Regions from separate parts of the Cricetulus griseus genome. Here region 2 is linked to region 1. The links are chromatin contacts, called in public Micro-C maps. All regions are on one chromosome and are shown on one strand. Each heading gives the region's core, a stretch centred on a gene start, on an enhancer-like site or on the middle of the called end of the contact. The rest is flanking DNA. Distances are from core to core; before and after follow the strand shown.

What was found. A called contact is a pair of places that touch in the nucleus more often than the background predicts.
Region 2: a contact with region 1 is called in a Micro-C map of the CHO-K1 cell line, with 3 times the contacts expected there. The contact joins the promoter of Ephx1 here to the enhancer-like site in region 1. A contact is called at or near these places in 6 of 8 Hi-C or Micro-C datasets (the CHK-Q cell line, the CHL-YN cell line, the CHO-K1 cell line and 1 more).

What each region holds. Positions count from the first base shown.
Region 1 is chr5:13,266,477-13,271,510 of CriGri-PICRH-1.0, forward strand. The region is part of intron 1 of LOC100760423 (sphingolipid delta(4)-desaturase DES1); the gene reads right to left. Among named protein-coding and RNA genes, the nearest start is that of Ephx1, 45 kb to the right of the region's middle. Within about 2 kb of position 2,160, at least 2 of the 6 cell types and tissues checked have open chromatin away from gene starts, as enhancers often do. A contact at or near this core is called in the CHO-K1 cell line and fibroblasts, where this site is marked.
Region 2 is chr5:13,311,729-13,316,762 of CriGri-PICRH-1.0, forward strand. It overlaps Ephx1 (epoxide hydrolase 1), which reads left to right and starts at 2,345. Exons shown (of 9, transcript XM_027418823.2): 1 at 2,345-2,545.

The DNA.
Region 1 (5,034 bases), core at 910-3,409:
AAGCCAGTCATCCTCTCTGTTTGGCTAGTCACCCATATTCCAGTCTCTTTAATCCCAAACCTCAAAAGGATTAAAAAAAATGCCTTCGATTCTGTCTCGAGGGAAGATGTAAGTACGCCAGGGCCTGTCCTCTCTAACTGTCCTAGAGTCACAGGCTAGGGTTCTCTTTCCCTGTTACTACTGTCTCTTGTTTAGGGCCACGTGAGTGTGGCTCCAACAGCGGGGCCCTCAGCATCATGCAAGCTTCAAATGCCTGCTGCCTGGCTTTGCCCTTCTGGAGGCATTTGAGGAGGCACTGAATCGCAACCTAGCCATGGGCTCAGGAGGAGTTGGAGGATCTTGCTGGAGATAGTCTGGCCAAAGGGACCCGTAACGCGAAGGCCAGCAGAGGCAAGGAGAGTCAGGGGACCAGCCTGTTCCTCCTAAAGAAAAAGGCCGCTGCAGCAGAGACAGGGAGACCCTGTATCCCGTACCATACTGTGTGCCCTGAGCCTCCTGAGGGCGCCCTGAGCCTCCTGAGTGCTTCTCTGGGTGATCCCAACCAAGCCTTGGCGATAAGGAGTTGGGAACGGGAATCAGCAGCTGGCAGTGCCTGGCCTTAGGCCTCCCTGACCTAAATGACAAGCATACAATCTTACCCAAGATCTCCTGGCGTCGACCATTGTGTGGCCCATCAGTGTAGACCCACTCAAAATCTGTCCGTGAACCGTGGTTCCGCATGGCTCTGTTCAGACCTGCCCCAGGCTCTACTCTAGGTGCAGCCCTGTGAGGGTGATGGTGTCGGCCCGAAGCTGTTGCCTGTGTCTGTTGGTGCCTACACAGGCTGAGTAAACAACGTGAGGGTGGCACTGAACACCACCCAGTTTTCAGCCCAGCCTGGTCCGGACCCACCTCCAGCTCAGCAGGCTGTGCTTCCAGGTTTGGACGGGCCTTCCTGTAAGAGTTCCAACACTTACAGACTGGGCACCAGGCCAGGCCTGAGCCCGGGCAAAGCAGTAAGGGAAAGAGCTTCAAGAACTTGTAGCTTATCCCCTTTGAGGGTGGACGGGATGTGTGGGAAAGCCAAGGCTAAGAATGCACACACACAAAAAAAATCAGCAGCTAGGAGGAGGCCGGCAGCACCTTAACAACAAGCTGACCCATGCATCATTAAGTTCCCAGAGAAAACGTAAAGATGGACCACAGAAGCAACCCATGAGCCTGGAGCAGACCTTCTGTGTGTGGGTGTGCACATGAATGCATGCCTTGCTCCCACCCCCAATTTAAAAAGAAAAACAGCTGAAGAAACCAAACGTCCCCATGTGGACATGGGTAACGGCTGAACACAGAGCACATGTCATGAGCTGTTCTTCACTCAACAGCGCTCCCCATACAGTCCAAGGTGAGCCTGCAGCCAGGCTCCAAGGACAGGGGAGTCACAGCAGAGGACTCATTGTGCCATGCCCAGTCACAGCCGCTGAGGTGTTAAGACTATGGCCTGGACTAGTCCTTTAAGCTCTGGAAGGGTTGAAGATAGAGAAAAAAACACAAATGGGACTGTGTCAAGGCCAACGTGAGCTGCAACAGCCAGCTCCCTTATCAATACATCGACGGATCAAGCTGGCTCATGGAGAGGCTGAACAAAAAAGTGACACAAGAATCAGATGCAGACTTTCTGGTTGTCATTTATAAATGCTACAAAAGTATTCCTAAGGCATACAAGTTTGCAACAACCAATGGCTGTAGGAACTGACACACCACTCTATAAAAATTACAGTTATGAAGTAGCAATGTTTTTTTTGGTTGGGGGGGTCACCACAACATGATGATCTATATTAAAGGGCCACAGCACTAGGAAGGTTGAGAACCGCTGGTCTAAGCTGATCTCATGATTTGGTTGTTGACAAACGCAAGTAAAAAAAAAAAAAAGACACTTTAATAGTACATTGGTAGAAGCATAGGTAGGCAGCGAAGTAGAAAAATCTCTGTATGGGGCCCAGGGCAGCTTAGCCACACATATGGAGTCCAAGGCAGCTTGGCCACACAGCTGTCACAACAGGCAGAATAGAAACCAGTCAGAAAGGTAGACCTAAATCTTAGTTTATTATAAAACAACACTCGGCTCCAGGAGAAACCACAAGCTGACAACACCCAAGAACTGGCCAGCATCTAGGGGAAGTCCCTGACATCGTAAACATTCCAGCAGTTATAAACATCACCAGATGTCCCTTAGCCCACACAGCACATGCCTATCCCATTTCGTCAAGACACTCCCAGACAAATGTCAACCGATCAGGGATCCTCAACCTCAACCTCTGCCATGATTTAAAAAAACAAAAACAAAAAACAAAAAACCTACCCCACCTGATCTCAAGACTCCAATCTCATACAGCTGCATCAGGCACACAGAGGGTCCAAGCTCGAGCTTGAATAAAGGCTGTTTGTTTTTGTATACTGATTCGGACTCTGGCTATCTTTGGGGGACTCCATGATCTGGGTATAACACTCTGGTGTAGGCTTCAGGTACTATCTGAAAACATTCTTAGTTAGCCATTGGGTTGGTGGAAGCTAATGATATGTTTGCACATCCCAGAAAGACTTGACCTAGTAATTGCCGTGTTAGGCAATAGGCTAAATAAAAATGGGGACAACGGATGACTATCAAGAGGGTTACAGTAACCCAGAATAATTTGGCTCAGAACCTGCAACACTCCATCCCTCCTCAATCATGGAAACTACAATTAGTTAGTCAGCCCTGTAGAATCTTTAACATAGGAGTGACTCTCACCCCCCACTCCCACCCTGGGAACTTGGGTTAGTCTCTCCATCTCCCCAGCCCCTTACTAGGTCTTTCACTACCAAGGCTTCATGTCATTCTTTTTTATTTGCATTGGGTATTTTCTTCCTGCTTTCTTGGTCTTGCTTACTCCTTCAGAGATCACAGGCCTTTTCATAATCATTCTTATAAAATCTGTCTTGGGGCTAGAGAGATGGTTAAAAGCACTGACTGCTCCTGCAGAGGACCCAGTTCAATTCCCAGCGCCTACATGATGACTCACAACCATCTGTAACTCTAAGGAATCCAACACCTTCGAGCCTCCTCAGGCACCAAGAAAGAGAAGAATGGGAAATACCTCTGCTCTAAGCAACTTTATCACGCCTCCTCCATCCCTGATGGCAGCAATGCCACAAGGCGGTGGTAGACGATTGAAGGGACCAGCTCCCCATTTCGGCAGCCATAACAGCCGAACACGTATTTGTCTAACCTTGTCTTAGTCACTAAGGTCAGATGCCTGCCCCTTTGGGCAGCCATAACAGCTGAATACGTGCTTTTCTGACCTTGCCTTGGTCACCAGAGGTCAGATGCCTGCCTCATGACAAGGAACCAATCAGAAGTTAGCTGGTGGCGCTATGCTTTACGACTCTGGGTGTGCTTTATGGACAGGTGCACAGCAATGACACACAGAGCATAGCAACCGCCCTGGGAGGGCCTATGGGCCATAACAACCAGTTGGCCAATCAACACAGGGCAAGCCCTCCAAGCCTGGAGCCACACCAATCCTGAGCCTTGAGTACCCCTAGACACTCCCCTTATGCTGCCCTATAAGATCTCTATGCAGCCCCTTTGAGCTGTCTTTTGTAGCCATCCGCCTTGGCGGGTGGGTGAAAGACCCGAGCTAACATGGGGTTAGCTCATTAAATTACAATAAAGCCTCATGCAGTTTGCAGCAAGCTTTCGACTCTGCCTGTGATTGGGGTGACCGAGGTCCTGGGCTGAGACCCCGGAGGCCTGAGTTTTCCGGGGGTCTAACAGCAGAACATGCATACACTGTGTGGAGATGTATTGCTGCGAATGGTATAATGGAATGGCCAATAGCTAGGCAAGAGAGAGAGACAGGACTCCTGGGCAGAGAGGAAGAGGAGATAGTTGAGGCACCCAGGAGCAAATGGATGCCAATGGAGCAAATCAGACACATGGGACAGAGGAAAGGCAACTGAGCCTCGCGATAGAGTTATAGGTTAAGTTATAACAGCTAGTTAGAAAAGAAGCCTAAGATAAGGCCAAGCTTTTATGTTGTCTCCGTGTTGTTATTTGGGAGCTGGCTGGAGGGTACAGGGGGCAGGCTTTGAGGTTTCAAAAGTCACCTGCCACTTTGAATTCACTCTCTCTGCTTGCTGTTTGTAATTCAAGATGGAGTCCCTCAGTTCTTAGCTTCCAGCTCTAGTCACCGTGACTGCCTGCAGCCACACTCCTCCAATGCCATAATGGTAGACTCCTTTCCCTGTGGCACAGTAAGCCCCAAATTAGCTCTTCCTTCTATAAATTGTCTTGGTCATGGTTTTGTTTTTTTGTTTTTTTATCACAACAGGAGAAAAGTAACTAGGACAAGTAACACATGAAAGAAAGGCTGGAAATCCCTCCCCACTAGGGCTGCTTGTAAGGGACAGAGCATGCACAAGACAAGAGCATGGTCTACAAGGGAGAAACCAAGTGCATGACCATGACATAGAAAAGTTCCCAGTGCTTGCCCCGGTCACATCTTTGCTTCAGACCTGTCCCAGCTCTCTAGCCAACTTCCATTCTGGTAACTCTAGAGCTGGCGTAGGAAGATCGTCTCCAGTCTTTGACCTATGTGGTGGTTGAGCGGAGCACCACAACTCGAATAGGCCATCACTTGGCTGTTTCTAGTGCCGGTGTGTATATCTGTCTACAGAGTGAATGCGAGGCCTGGCTTCCCAGATGGAGGTGCCGCTCTCTGAGCATGTGTAGGCAGAGTCTCTTCCAAATGACAGCAGCCAAGTGGCACGCTGCCACACATGAAATAGACTCTCTCCCTTGACTACTTCTACTGCAGGGTTACTTCCAAAATAAATGTGGGGTCTGGTCCCCAGCTGAAGGTGGCTCTCTTTTAGCTGATGTGGGAAGAATTGTTTAACCATCAAGAAGGAAATTGTGTCATTTGCAGAAAAATTAGACGGGAGACCATCATGTTAAGCAAATTAAGATGAACAAGTACTGTTGCTGGCGTTTCTTGTCCCGCCAGGTCCCACAGT
Region 2 (5,034 bases), core at 1,095-3,594, 45 kb after region 1:
ACCTTCTTGTGCTGGGCGTTGGTGGTGCACGCCTTTAATCCCAGCACTCGAGAGGCAGAGGCAGGTGAATCTCTGCGAGTTTGAGGCCAGCCTGGTCTCCAGAGTGAGTTCCAGGACACCCTTCAAAGTTACAGAGAAACTCTGTCTCAGGGGGGAAAAAATGCTTTTTTTTTTCTTTTCTCCCTAGTTTTCTCATATGAAAGAAAACGTGTAATACTTGTGATGGTTTGTGTGAGAAATCGCCCCAGTAATCTCGGGCATTTGAATACTTAATGGGCTCCCAGTTGGTGGCACTGTCTGGGGAGGGTTAGGACATGAGGCTTTGCTGAGGACATGTTTTGCGAGTTTAAGCCCTTGCCTACTTCTATTTTGGCCTCTCTGCGTCACACTTGTGGTTGAGGATGTGGGGTCTCTGTGTCCTCTCCTGCCACAAGCCCAACACTTGCTGCAATGCTCCCACCGCCACGACGAACTCATCCCTCTGGAACCATGGCTCAAATAAATTCTTCTATATGTTTCTTGATCATGGTGTTTCATCACGGCGACAGAAAAGCAACTAAATCACTTGTCTTAGTTGTCATAGTGTCGGACTTTTTGGCTTAGATGATGACCTCAACTTCTATCCATTTCCCTGCAAACATTCTCCTTTATAGCTGAGTAAAAAAACGCCTTTGTGCACACATGCCCCATTTTCTTCATCCACTCATCTGTTAGGGGTTTCTAGGCTGGTTCTAGGCTTGTGAGAATTCCGAGGTCAGCATGGATGTGCAGGGGGTCTTGGTGCTGTTTTGACTTATATTCCTCCAGGCTTATATCCAGTGCTATGTCTGGGTCGTATGGTAGTTCTAACTTTGGTTTCTTAAGGAACCTCCACACTGATGTCCATAGTGGCTGCATTAATCCACATTCCTACCAGCACTGTATACAGATTCCTCACTTGGATTGGTTACTTTCAGATATTTTGGTAGCAGCTATTTTGACCAGAATGGCAATGCATTCCTTAATAGCAAATATTGGGCATTTCCCCTCCTGTTTGTTGGCCATTTGTTCCTCTTTTGAGACGTGTCTGTTCAAAGCACTGGCCCCCTTAGAAATTGGATTTTTTGTGCTTCTGTTTTTTTTATTCTTTGTATTTTCTACATATTAATTTTCTGTCACATGAAACACTAGCAAAAGCTTTCTCTACTCTGAGGTCGTTGCTTGGCTCTGCAGTTCAGAGCAGCAATGTGGCGCCATCCCGCCCGTCAGTTGTTCCTGGGCGATATACAGTTCCACAACTTGTGAATCTGTTTGCATCCTTTGTTATCACACCCTTGAAACCCAACCTGCAGGAGGTCAGTGCCGGCTGCTGCTCCGGGCTAATCTAGAACAGCATTTACTACCTGCTGTAAAACTGGCAGATGTGGAACTAACATGCTGAAGTCAAACCTGCCTTGTAGTCTGAGATCATGAGTCTCAAGGTCCCATCCTTGAGTCCTTGAGCAATGTACTAATAGTCTTATCTTAATTAGAGTGTAAGAGAACAATTTAAATCTCACTTTACATCTGTTACTTTGTTCTCTGCCGTAGCTTCACTTGGTCTTATTGGAAGATAATAGGGTCCAAGAAACTTTACCCTGGGGCAGCCTAAAACTGAAGAAAGTATTAGAATGTTCTACGTGTAGCCATGCTTACACACTCATGATAGAGCTCCTTATAATTAGACCCAGTAGGGATTAGAAACAATAACTAATAATCCAGTTGAATGTTAGCAGCCATCTGCCTCCTGTCCGTTGTTGCTAGCGTCACCGGACCTGAGCTATGGAGATGTCATAAATGAAATCAGGACACTTCCCTGCCGTATTGTGACAGCTAAGCACCGCTAAGTAACTAACCCGGCATCTAGCACATACAGTTTTGATGCCGTGGGCTAAGGCGTGGCTTATGAAGTCGTTGAGATGGAGTGGGGACAATGGGAGTTGTCACCATGCCACTCAGAGTGGCACAAGGTTTTAAATGATTAATTATTGCTGAAATTTCAATATAAGGTTTTCAAGTTGCAGTTTCCCCACACAAAACCAAAACTCCACCGAGAGAGAGAGAGAGAGAGAGAGAGAGAGAGAGAGAGAGACTGCTGGGCAGAGTTGGCATGGGCTGTCCTAACACTCTGTATTGGAGTCCCTTCCTTTAGAGGGAGGTCCAGCAATGATCTCTTGGCACTCACTTGGTCTCTGGGTCATTGTGGTTCAGTTTGCTGTATGAAGTCCAGAGTCGTAATTGCCCTGTGCTCACAGCAGATTAGCTGAGTCATTGGGGCTGTGCAAGTATACAAAGAGAGAGTGGGGAGGGACTCATACTCACTCTGCACTGCCTCTCCCAAAGGCTCTGGATGCTACAGTGTGCAGAGTGCCATAGATCTGATGCTTGAAGACTGCTCAAGGAGCTAGCATTGAGCCCTGGTGGACAGCAGAACGTGCTGGGATAATCCTGTCCAGGAAAAGAAAGCAGGCGCTTCTACCCCCAAGGAAAGTAACAGCGCATTTTGGCCTCTCCCTGCTGCAGTCAGGTAGGGGGCTGATTGTCAAGTTCCCTGGACAAGTCAGTCATCTTTCCTGTTGCCCCCGCTTGCTGCTCTCCTGATGACATCGTGCAAAATTGTTCTCATTTGCTTCTGTTCAGCTGGGTGTGGTGCAGGGAGCTAGGGTCTGTGACAGAAGCCAAGATGGGTACACGCTCACCTTCTAGGTCTGTTGTGACTTTAGCCTCAGGCTGGGTGAACTGTTCATACCTGCCCTGTTGTCAGAGCACTTATTCCTGGTGTTCCCACAGTCCCTACACTTAGCCTACCTTCAATGGCAGGAGACACCTGACACATTGTGCACCTTCTCGGAGAATAAGGTTTCTGTCAGGGAGAAGGTGTCTTTGGATTAAAAAGAAAAAGAAAAAAGGAAAAAAGAAAGAAACCTGTACAACCTTCCTTCCTTCCTTCCTTCCTTTTCCCAATCTTTTCTTAGTCCCCTAAAGTCAGAGGGGCCCTGTCTGTGGCCATTCCTGACCTGTTTTAATTCAAGCAATGCTAGTCTCACCACCTGACTGATAGTGATCATTGACAAGGCACCTAGGGACAGGCATCCAGGGTATGGAAAGGAAACCTTCAGCCTGACAGGCAGGGGATGGGCCCTCCCTCCCCAGCATCCCCATGCCGCCCCCCGGTGGGGATGGGCAAAGCTTGCTTCTGGTACTCTGAGACTCCACAAACTTGTCACAGAGACTCTGAGCCACACAGAACCGAAGAGCTAAATGTGTGGGGAGCTCAAGTTTGTGTTCACAGGGTGTGACTTCTAAAGACAGCTGGAGTGAGGGCTAAGTGAACCTGTGGGTCTAGCTAATGGGGATTGGGTTGACTCTGGAGATCAGTGACGGTATCTGATGCAGGATCTGATCAGAGAGGAGCTGGCCATGGAGGGGCCTGAATCTGTGCAGCAGCAGAACCTAGTGATGGATGAGTGTCAAGGAAGAAATAGGTGACTCCAGGCCCGATGCTGGGCCTGGGGAGGTTGGTTGTAATATCATGCCAAACATAGTTAGTTTCCATGTGTGAGTTCCCATACACCAAGGGAAGCAGGTGCCCGGTACCTAGCTAGCCACAGTGCTGCAGAAGCCATAGTGCTAGCCCTCTGCACAGCAATATATTTAGGAAGGGCACCCACTTGCTCGATTACCAGATTTAAGGGATTCTTGGTAGAAGCATCCTGGGGCCCCTACCAACACCCTGAAAGAGCCTGACACACAGGCAGAGAGGGTGCTTTCCTGCCCCGATTTCTGCTGCCTACAGTTGTTTCATCTATGCACTGTCTGGTCCTATGTTGTGTCTTATGAAGCCTCCTCTGCTGCTGTCCTGAGGGCACTGTTCATGTTCCAGCCAACTTCTTCCAACACAGCCATGCCGGTTGCTCCCTGGGAAAAGGGAAGCAGAGGAGCCAGGCCACAGTCTGGGCTGAGTCTTCCTCATACTGGTTTGCAGAGGCCAAGTTATTTTCCTCCTCTCTGAGGACAAAAATGCACAGGAATCAAACAGATGGGGATTAGCACATAACTGGATTGTTGAGTTTCAACAGGCCATGAATAGCCGCAGAACTCGAGAAGTGGTTGCACTGGGCCCGGGGGAGGGTGGCCGAGAGAAACCAGGAAGGGTATGTGCACTCTATTTCAATAAAGCTGTAGGAAATGCACAGAGAGGATGTGGGTGGCCAAACATGAGCTTCCTGATCTGTTATTGCCAACTGGACTCCATTCTCCCGGACAGAAACTTTGACCTCTTGCTTCCCTTTGCGTATCACAAGGTCAGCCCTCTACAGAGACAGAGCAAGAAACCCAGTCAGCTCTAGTCTGAGACCCAGGCCCTGCTGTCAGGCCCACTCAGTGAGAAGTCCCTCACCTCCCAGGGATCTGGGTGTACAGAAAGCCTCCCTGGACAATTCAGGAACCAAAGACTCCTCAAAGGCCCCAGGCCTCAGAACTCATGTACCCCAAGGGCACATCCAGGGCTGTGCCAAAGTCACCAGGCTCATTTCCCCAGAATAGTTCATGGTTTTTATGACATAGTGTTCGTTTGGTGGATTTTCCTGTCTTGTTGGGTTCCAAGTTTTCTATACGTAATTTTAGGATTGTTGACCTAAATATAAAAATCATCAGCCAAACATATGGTCCATGTCCACTGTCCTGGGTCCTAGGGAGACTGAGGCAGGAAGGTGGCTGGAGCTCCAGGGTTTGTGGCCAGCCTGAGGATCACAGTCAGAGCCCTCATCAAGAGAATTTAAAAACAAAACAAAACAAAAAAAAACAAAACAGAGTCTCCGCAGGCTACTATTTGTTTAAAACAGTGGAGCACAGCACCAGGAACACATAAATCACAAACCATGCACATAGCCAAAGATGCTGGAACGAAGAGATGTTTTTAAAGACAGAATAAGGAATGTGGGACTGAGAAAACAGCAGACGAGTTCTGGGCGAGTGAGGTTAAGAATGTGGATTGTAGCCACAGCAATTAAACAA